2 separate regions of the Rattus norvegicus genome follow, and region 2 is linked to region 1. Evidence: chromatin contacts called from public Hi-C data. All regions are on one chromosome and are shown on one strand. The core of a region is the stretch at or near the end of the contact, and the rest is flanking DNA. Distances in the headings are between cores, read along the strand shown. Region 1 has its middle 90 kb from the start of Col1a2. Region 2 overlaps Col1a2 (collagen type I alpha 2 chain).

Region 1 (4,421 bases), core at 1,773-4,272:
ACAATGACAAAAAAAATTATAAGTAAAACTTTTGAAATGCTCTTTATTCAGTAACATAACACACAGAGGCACATACAAAATCAGAGAGAACAGAATTTACTTTTACTCTTTTTTCCCAACTCTCTCTATCTGTCATTTTGTCCCCAAGTTTGGCATCTTGAGGATTGGAAAGGACCCGTATCATTCAGAAGAAGTTAGCATGTGAATGCTGGCCACCAATGTGTCCAGCAGTGTGGCCACTAGATGAGAATCTGTGATGTGGGGTGATGCAGGTAGGGGGCAGTACAGAGCACGCCTCAGAACCGCAGATCAAAGGAAGCAGTTGCTTGTTACTTCACACAAGGGAAACAGTGCTTGGAGCCCATCCCAGAATATTTGGTAGGATAGGCATCTTGTAGATGCTCAAATCTTGCATCATTCAAATAAAAAGTAACCAATAAAAGAGGAGTGATGGACATTAGCAGAGCCTCTGTTATATTCAAAGGCTAACAGAAACCCTGGGAAATTCAGGAATTAGGGAATATTTTTGTAAGCACTCAAAACATTTTATTTTATAATCTTATTGCTGTGTAGGATTAAAGTGGGAGAATTTCATATTTACTCTTTTTCCTCACAATGTATTCCCTCTATTGAGAATAGATTTTTTTTTCTTGCATAACGTATCCTGATTATGGTTTCCCCTCCCTCTGCTCCTCCCAGTTCCTCCCCATCTCCCTCCCATCTGAATCCACCCCCTTCCTGCTTCTCAGTAGAAAAAAAATAAACAAAGAGATTATTGTTGAAGGAATAATAATAAAATAAAATGCAATCAGATAAAACCAAAACTAGCACATTGGAACTGAATAGAGCAAACAGCAGAAGAAGAGCCCAAGAGAAGACACAAGAAACAGACCTACTCATCCTCACACTCCCATAAAAAAAAAACAAAAAAAACCCACTAATTTAAAAGACATAATATGTACACAAAGAAACTGTAGTGTAAAAAGAATATAAATATGTATAGATGGGATTACATTTTTAAAAATATTTATAAAAGAAAAAGAGAAAGACAGAACGCAACATTGGGAGACAAGGGACCCTCTAAAGATGCCCCTGAGCTTGACTGAGTTTATAGAAAACATGTTCTTGGAAGTTCGACAGTGCAGAAAAATGGGGCATCCTTGCCTAACGTATGTTTCTCATGTGTTATGCTCCCTCTATGTTTAATGCCTGGACGCCTACAAAAGGTACATTTCCTTTCAGTTTTTACAATTATTGTTTCAGAGTTAATTTTGGGCACCATCTGTTCTGAGATGGAAGATGAAAAGTTTCTTAGATGGGAGGGATGATTGTAGCAGCGTGAACTGTGATTTCACCGAGGAGTCAAAATCCTGAAGGTCCCAGGGTGCTGCCCGTGTTTCAGCGTCATCTCAGTACAGAAGAGAGAGGAGAGGAAGCTCTGGTGTCCAGTGAACACTAGAACAAGAAGCAAGCAGCATTCACTTATATCCCTGCTTCTCAGCTTTTCTATTTACTCTGTAGTTCAATCCCGCCTCCAGTGGCATTTCCCATGTGAGTAATTTCATTGTGTTCATACTCTGATACCTTGGCTATTAAACTGTATTGTTCTTATAATCACAGAGTGCTACTAAAATACTAGAGTTAAGTCTTCATAAAACAATAATAGCATTACCCTTAACAGCATATAAAATATAGTTTGCATACTCTATTGACATTCATTCACACTGAATCATGGCCTAATTTTGCATCCCACAATTTCTTAGGACCCTTAATATGCTCCTAGACTTTGTGACTGTGGTTTGGTTTTGACTGCACATGTCCAAATGTAAATGCAGTGACTGTTGATAATATGTCTTATGTAATATACAAAAATGATCTTGATTTGTTTTGCTACAAGCCAAGAGAGCCTTTGTAAACTGCCTGCATGCTTATGAATTTCCCTATCAACCTCATTGCCAATAACAGGATGACCATGGCGGGGTGTCATTTTTCTAAAGGATTTGTAAGGTGATGTCTGGTGACTATATCATGTGTGCTGGGCTACAAGGTGGGTTTGAGCTCATCAAGACTCTCTGGGGTAATTAGTCCTTTTTAGACATAAATATGAAATTTTGTTTATAGGCTCTTACAACCGAAAGAGACTCTAAAATAAAATCATTTCTAATAACTTGACTCCCTCTAACAGACCCCACTTCTATCTCCACAAGGGATCAGGGTCCCCCTTGTGACACTATCACCCACCCCCTTTCTGCTGGAACCCAGAGCTGCTGCAGTCTAAAAGCACCCAGTTTTATTTTACGTTCCTTTAAGGGAGAGCTGGCCTTTCTGCCATGGAGCTCCTTTTATTGCACATGCAGAGTAAGGGACACTGGAACAGAAAAGAATTGCTGTGGAGGAAGAACTGAGGCTTATATCATCATCAACAAACAAAACACACACACACACACACACACACACACACACACACACACACACAAACCAAAAAAAAAAAAAAAAACAAGAAAAAACAAAAACAAAAAAAAAAAAACTAGCTGCCCATAGCACATAATGGATTTCCCCAGAAACTGGACCAAACTGGTATTGACCAAGGATCAGTCAATGATGTCCAACAATGAATTGCCTCTAATGAGGACTCTAACATCTGCTTATGCTTCAGACCACAGCTCAAATCTCTCATCTTCCTTGATAACTATAACTAGCGTTAATAATTAATACCATTTCCCCTGTGTCCTGGGCAGTACATATAAATCTCTATTGTCACTAAGAGTTTGTCACCCAGAGGGATGATAAAGTATGTCCAGGCAAGTGACTGTATCTTATCATTTTTCTATCTTCGGTGTCTGGAACAGAAGAGCAGTTTAACAAATGTCTGAACGTAAAAGAAAATGTCAAAGAAAAACAGGAAGAAGATACATACAAGGGTATGAACATCAGGGGGCGTCAGAGAAAGATTGCAGAAGTGTATGAAATCTCATCTCTTTTTATGACGGTGGAAGCCTGTAAATGTAGCCAGACAGTCCTAACCAGGATTGTGAATTCATTTCTGAAAGCAAGGCAAGTTTAGTTGCTCTGGCTCCTCTGGTAACTCTGGCCAACATGATTTCAATTCTTTCCTGTTCCTTCTGGTAAGTCTCAACAATGAACATCCATCCTGTCCTTGCAGATGTAGCAACGGGCCTGCATTTTCTCTGGCTAGAAACCCTGTACTGTTCCATGACATTTTGTAGAAAGACATTGCAACAATGTGTTTTAAAGCAGATTGATTTTCCAGCCACTCTCTGCACTCTGCCGCTGTGTTCCTCTATCCAGTACTCAGTACTGTAGTCTTCACAAAGCAACACTAGAGGGATCAGCCTCATATTTTTCAGAGGCCTTTTGTGTCAGCCAAGCCAAGTACAATTAAGGCTGTTCCCAGAAGGAGGAACGGATAACGTTGGCAACTGGGCTGTACCACCCAGAACCGCAAAAAGAAAAAAGCTGCAAACGTAACCAACTGGTTTTCCTCAGCCTTTATGACCCAGAAAACCTACGTGGCATATTCGATGGCATTTTCTATGGTGAGAGGCAGTACTTTGGAAAATTATCTTTTAAAAATTAGCCAGATGTCCCTTGGGGGCTCATGAGAAAGTCTGCAACCTGGAGTGGGGGGGTGGGGGTGGATTGAAGCAATAAATAAGCAAACTTGTTGCTCAATAATACTGCCAATTTTTCTCCCCCTTTCTCTCTCTGTCTCTCTCTGTGTGTCTCTCTCTATGTGTCTCTGTCTCTCTGTCTCTCGTCTATCTGTCTATCTGGCTCTCTGTCTCTGTCTCTGTCTCTCTCTCTCTCTCACACACATACATACATACACAAACACACACACACACACACACACACACACACACACACACGATAAATGACGATAAATGTCAGATTTTTCCCAGCTGATAAGCACATTCAGATTTCAGACTAAAAATCCCCAATCGGACTAAGGCTGTTGATGAGGGAAAGACACACAAACTCCCCTCTTTGAGATAAGGTAGTAAAACAACCCCATACCCTTCATCCGCACATTTCGCTTGTCATTTTTGCTTCACCTGTGGACCAGAACATACCCATAACCGAACAAAACAAACGGTGTGGTGCTGGTGTTTATAGACGGATGAAAGGGAAGTAATCAGGCTGATGATCCGAGTCTGTCAGAACTAACAAGTTGAGTGAATCAGATAAAATTAATGAAGGGAGAAAAAAAACCATTTCTTGCCTGTAATGTCAGACAACACTGTAGCTTTAATTTGTCGATTTCACAAAGGCCTTCTGGGCTCCCGAGCTTATTCGGTTAGTGAATTACCTCGCTTGCTGATCCTCTCATCCCCCTGGTCCGTCTTAATTAATATAAAAACCATGCTGCTCTAATAATTTGATCAAACCATTTCTCTCCT
Region 2 (4,737 bases), core at 1,982-4,481, 110 kb after region 1:
AGAACAAAGTTAGAGCAAGGACCTTTGATATAATTGCAATGTGGAACTATGATGTAAATACTCATACTCTTCGCCACAAAATGTAATGTCATGGTGAGGTTTAGGTGCAAATTCAGAGGCATTCAGCTAAACAGACACAAATGAATACACCAAACACACACACACACACACACACACACACACACACACACACACAGCCTCTGTTTAATATCCTGCTACATCATTATTACATGAGAGTGTAAAGAGAGAGGTGATGTTACAATATAATCCTATCCTATCATGACATAGCTTTTCAAGTAAAACTCCATCATCTACCCTTTGACTATGAAGTGTATCTGGCATTTGACTTTGCCTGAAGCACAGAAAAGTCCATCCCTTCAGAGTAAAGGGATTCCAAAGGTTGAGTATGATGTTTCCACAGCAACAAGTTGTGGAATCGCAGTCTGAGCATATTAGAAGCCTGCGATACCTCAGCAATATCTCAGGCCTTTCTTCCAGTATACCAGGAGGGAAATGAGAGATGAAAAAACGTGCTAATTTTGCTAAAATCTGGTAGAACTCGATCTAAACCTCTAAGCAAGTAAGACTGTCAGACAGTGTCTGAGTCACTTCCAACTGTTGTCTTGTAGGGAGAACGTGGTCCCCCAGGTGAGAGTGGAGCTGCTGGTCCTTCTGGTCCTATTGGAAGCCGAGGTCCCTCTGGAGCCCCAGGGCCTGATGGGAACAAGGTAAAACTATTATTTATAGGTCGATGGACTGGGCCCATGTGCTTCAGAATAAATAGATCCAAAAGAACAATGACCATTTTGGAAAGTTTTTATTTCCAATTGCATGGTGATTTCTACCTCAGTTATAAACGATATGATTCCTGCGAACATAATTATTCCAAAAGGTAATTTGAAGAAGGAAAAAAAATCTTTGTCTAGAAGCTAAGAATGAATTAGTATGGTTTTACCCTTTTCCAATTACATTGTTCATGCTTTTCATTGAAACCAAGGACTACCCTCTACCTGTCTAGAAAATACATTTTGTTGTATCAGCATCTAACCCCATACAGTCAAATTTCCAAAAGTAGTGTAGTTTTTAATAGTGAATTTATAACTATTTAAATTAACTAAATACTACACTTACCCCAAAGGCACAAGTCTAAAAGTTGGTGTACCAAAGTAGATTTCTAGTTTAGTTTGAGTTTTTTTTTTAAAGGATAAGCAACTTATATGACTCCCAATTCTGGCCTTTGGGGGAACAAATGGAGAACTTGATTCAAAAAGATATTTCATTATATGGAAGGTATTAGAGGGGGGAATGAAAACAACATAAGAGGGAATCAAAGAAAGGAATATGATGACATTCAGTGGGGCTTTTAAAGGGATCTATTCATCTCAGTGGCTAGCCAACAGGTTTCACATGTAGAGAATTGTGAGGCTTAATATAAAAATGGAAGCTACATTCTCCACTCTTATGGAGACAATCATCTCCCAAACTGATGGGGTCTCCTTCTATGTCACTTGCCTGAGCTAAGAGACTTATCACTGAAAAGGTTTGTGGGCAAACATTTTTCAATCTCTCCTTCCCATTGTCCTGCCTTCTTCTTGTCTGAGCTTGCCTTCCTTAAGAGGACACGATGCAGGCTGCAGGAGAATAGCAGCCACCCACTCTCTGCCCTCTTCTCTTTAGCCATGGTGTCATTAATAGCGGGCCCCCTGTTACATCCTTCCTCCTTTCAGTGACGCTCCTTTGTGTCTCTATGCAGCCAAGAATGCCATCTATTAAACGTTTAAATTGGAATTCTTCAAGAGTTTCAGTCTTGGCTGTCTTCTTTTGCTACTGAAATAATTGATTTCACATGGTTTTCATTCCAGGGTGAAGCTGGTGCAGTCGGTGCTCCAGGCTCTGCTGGTGCCTCTGGTCCTGGTGGGCTTCCAGGAGAGAGGGGTGCTGCTGGCATACCTGGAGGCAAAGGAGAAAAGGTACTACTCAGTAATGGGCCTGGATATATAATAGCCATGAACTAACTCCAGGCAAGAAGGCTGTGCAAGGATCCACCGTGGTTTACAGTCCCTAGCAGGCGGTCTGGTAGCATTTTGACATCTATATGCCCCTCCCTCTGCTACCCAGCACCTACCCATGTCTAAACTCCCAAATCTGGCAAAATTCCTTGCTACCATGGAATTTCATGCAAGCAGATGGTGTTGAGTAATACATGAGGCTCATTTTAATGCCACTAACAATAATGCCTCATCCTGCCCTAATTAATGAAAGAAGCTCTATCGAACAGCTGTCAAACGTGCTATGGCATTCGTTATGTTGTAAGAGTGACCAGGCGCCACTGCCCGTTGCCATGTTGTCTTGTGATTTCAACCTCATCAATTTGAAGCTCGCTTCATGATGAATCAGAGGAATGTTTATTTTTTAGTATTCGGTAGTTATCTGAGAGGGGCCAGAAAAGATGAGCTTCCTACTGTTTTTCCCATTCAACATCCTATAAAGTGGTGGGAAATCAGAAAACACTGAAATTCTTAAAGGGTGGCCGGCATTATAGAAAAATTTTTGTCAAAGCACTCTGCAGTTCATTTCCACTCAAAAGTTTAGCTGGAGAGCAACACGTGGCTCTTGCTTTGTACTTACAGGGTGAAACTGGTCTCAGAGGTGAAATCGGCAACCCTGGTAGAGATGGTGCTCGAGTGAGTAGAATCTCTGTTTAATGTTTGTTTGTTCTTAAACTCTTATTTTGTTTTTTTTTTTTTTGTATCTTATTCCATTGGATTCAGCAAATTCACAAAGGAGACCTACGAAAGAATCCAATTTGAGGAAAATTGCAATCCATTATTCCCCAGATCACTAACAATATCATTTTACATGCTCCAAAGGAAAATAGAAGCATGACGCACCTTTGAAAATCACATCTTTACTTTCCCGACCTTCTTTGGTGTGAAGTATTCCAGCACCAAGCTACACACCGAAAGCTGCAGGTTTAGAAGACCACTAATGAATAATAGAGCTTTTAGAAAAACAATTCTCTCATTTAAAAAAAAAAAGCCAGAGTCCCCACCAATGTCTTACTATTCACCTTTCCACCTAGGACCTGAGAACTAAGCTCTGACTACCTTAGGTGTCACAGATGACCCCCCAAGGAAGTCTAATGACCTTCCTGAGCTGCCTTCACTCTGGCGCTTCCTTGGTGAGCTCTGTCACCTCTCCCTCCAAGCTGATGACACACTGTAACATATTCCTCCTATTCTTTGCCTTGAGTCACCTCATTCTCATAGTTCCAAATAAGGCTATGTGTTTGCTTCCCTCCAGGGAATCTTACAAAAGTGAAGGAATACAGAACTCCTGAGTCCTTCTCCTGCTCTAGCCTTTCACAAATCCATAACCCAGTTCCTTCCTCCTGAACTGACCTCTGAGAACCTTGATAACAAGTACCAACATAGATTAGGGCTTTCTCTTTTTCATTATTAATACAAGTGTGTGTGTGTGTGTGTGTGTGTGTGTGTGTGTGTGTGTGTGTGTGTGTGTGTGTGTGCGCGCGCGCGCGTATGTACTCTTGTTCACTTGCACCCATTGAGTGGATATGTGCCTGTACCATGACTAAGTATGGAGCTCAAAGGACAGATGATGAGTGTTTTCTCTCCTTCTATGGATCCCATATGGGTCCCATGGCTCAAACTTGGGTCATGAGGCTTGACTGCAAACACCTTTAACTGCTGAGTCATCTCGCTGGCCCTCAGGAGCTTTCTTGATGTCCTACCACAATGTGCAAAGTCCTATGTATGAGGACAGAGTTCAGTTTGGATGCTGTGTATTATTTTCAATAAGACCTATTTCCTTTTGGGTCCTAGGGTGCTCCTGGTGCTATAGGTGCCCCTGGTCCCGCTGGAGCCTCAGGTGACCGGGTACGTATGCATTTGAAATAAGTTGTATATGTTTTCATTGAGTTGTAACTCTCTGAACGGATAGCAGTATGTAGAATTCCCTGCTTGCCCTAGTCCCAAAGAGCCTCGGCAATTCATTTTTATGGCTGGGTCTAAAGCCTGCTTATTTAAAAAAGGAAAGAAAGAAACTGGCCGTTGCAGGAAACAAATGCTGCTTGTTTGGTGTTCTCTTTTCTTGCCTATGGACGTGCCAACTGCCTGATCTATACCTTAATCCCTATCATTTATTTTAAAGACTTTCCCTCTTGCCCATTAACAATATCCTAATGCACTAAGCCTTCTCAAAGCCTTCAATTGTAGAAAGGAAAAAAAATCAATAAAATACATAGTGTGCCCATTTCACATCGAACAGTTCATTTAAAATAGACCTTATTTATTGTATTGCAAAGATTGCAGCAAATAGATCAGTCCTGCATCCATCTAAAAATTAAAATGTCCTCCTACTGGTATTACGGGGACTGATTTATGGTGTTTCTGCAAGTGAAGCACCAATACCACTCTACCTTTTAAAATGAAGCCAGCCTTAAGTAGAGGAAAAATTCACCTCATTTTATTCTCTGAAATGTCCATTAGTCTCTTCCAAGGTAACTGCAAAGTGTGAGAACAACCCTCTTTCTACTGCTCTTCTTTCTTCCTCCCCCATCTACGTGAGGCACATTCAGCAACTCATCACTGGTCTTTGGTGCTGTTACAGGGCGAAGCTGGTGCTGCTGGTCCTTCTGGCCCTGCTGGTCCTCGAGGTAGCCCTGTGAGTAGATACCAGAGCTTTACGGATACTCATATTTTATGGTTTACAGACATC

Evidence for each region. A called contact is a pair of places that touch in the nucleus more often than the background predicts.
Region 2: a contact with region 1 is called in a Hi-C map of the A7r5 cell line, with 13 times the contacts expected there. The contact joins two enhancer-like sites. A contact is called at or near these places in 7 of 12 Hi-C or Micro-C datasets (the A7r5 cell line, Schwann cells, frontal cortex and 3 more).

What each region holds. Positions count from the first base shown.
Region 1 is chr4:33,426,284-33,430,704 of GRCr8, forward strand. No RefSeq gene overlaps it. Among named protein-coding and RNA genes, the nearest start is that of Col1a2, 90 kb to the right of the region's middle. Within about 2 kb of position 3,023, at least 16 of the 93 cell types and tissues checked have an H3K27ac peak or open chromatin away from gene starts, as enhancers often do. A contact at or near this core is called in the A7r5 cell line, where this site is marked.
Region 2 is chr4:33,538,495-33,543,231 of GRCr8, forward strand. Col1a2 (collagen type I alpha 2 chain) reads left to right here. Exons shown (of 52, transcript NM_053356.2): 31 at 630-728; 32 at 1,863-1,970; 33 at 2,631-2,684; 34 at 3,843-3,896; 35 at 4,630-4,683. Among named protein-coding and RNA genes, the nearest start is that of Col1a2, 22 kb to the left of the region's middle. Within about 2 kb of position 3,232, at least 9 of the 93 cell types and tissues checked have an H3K27ac peak or open chromatin away from gene starts, as enhancers often do. A contact at or near this core is called in the A7r5 cell line, where this site is marked.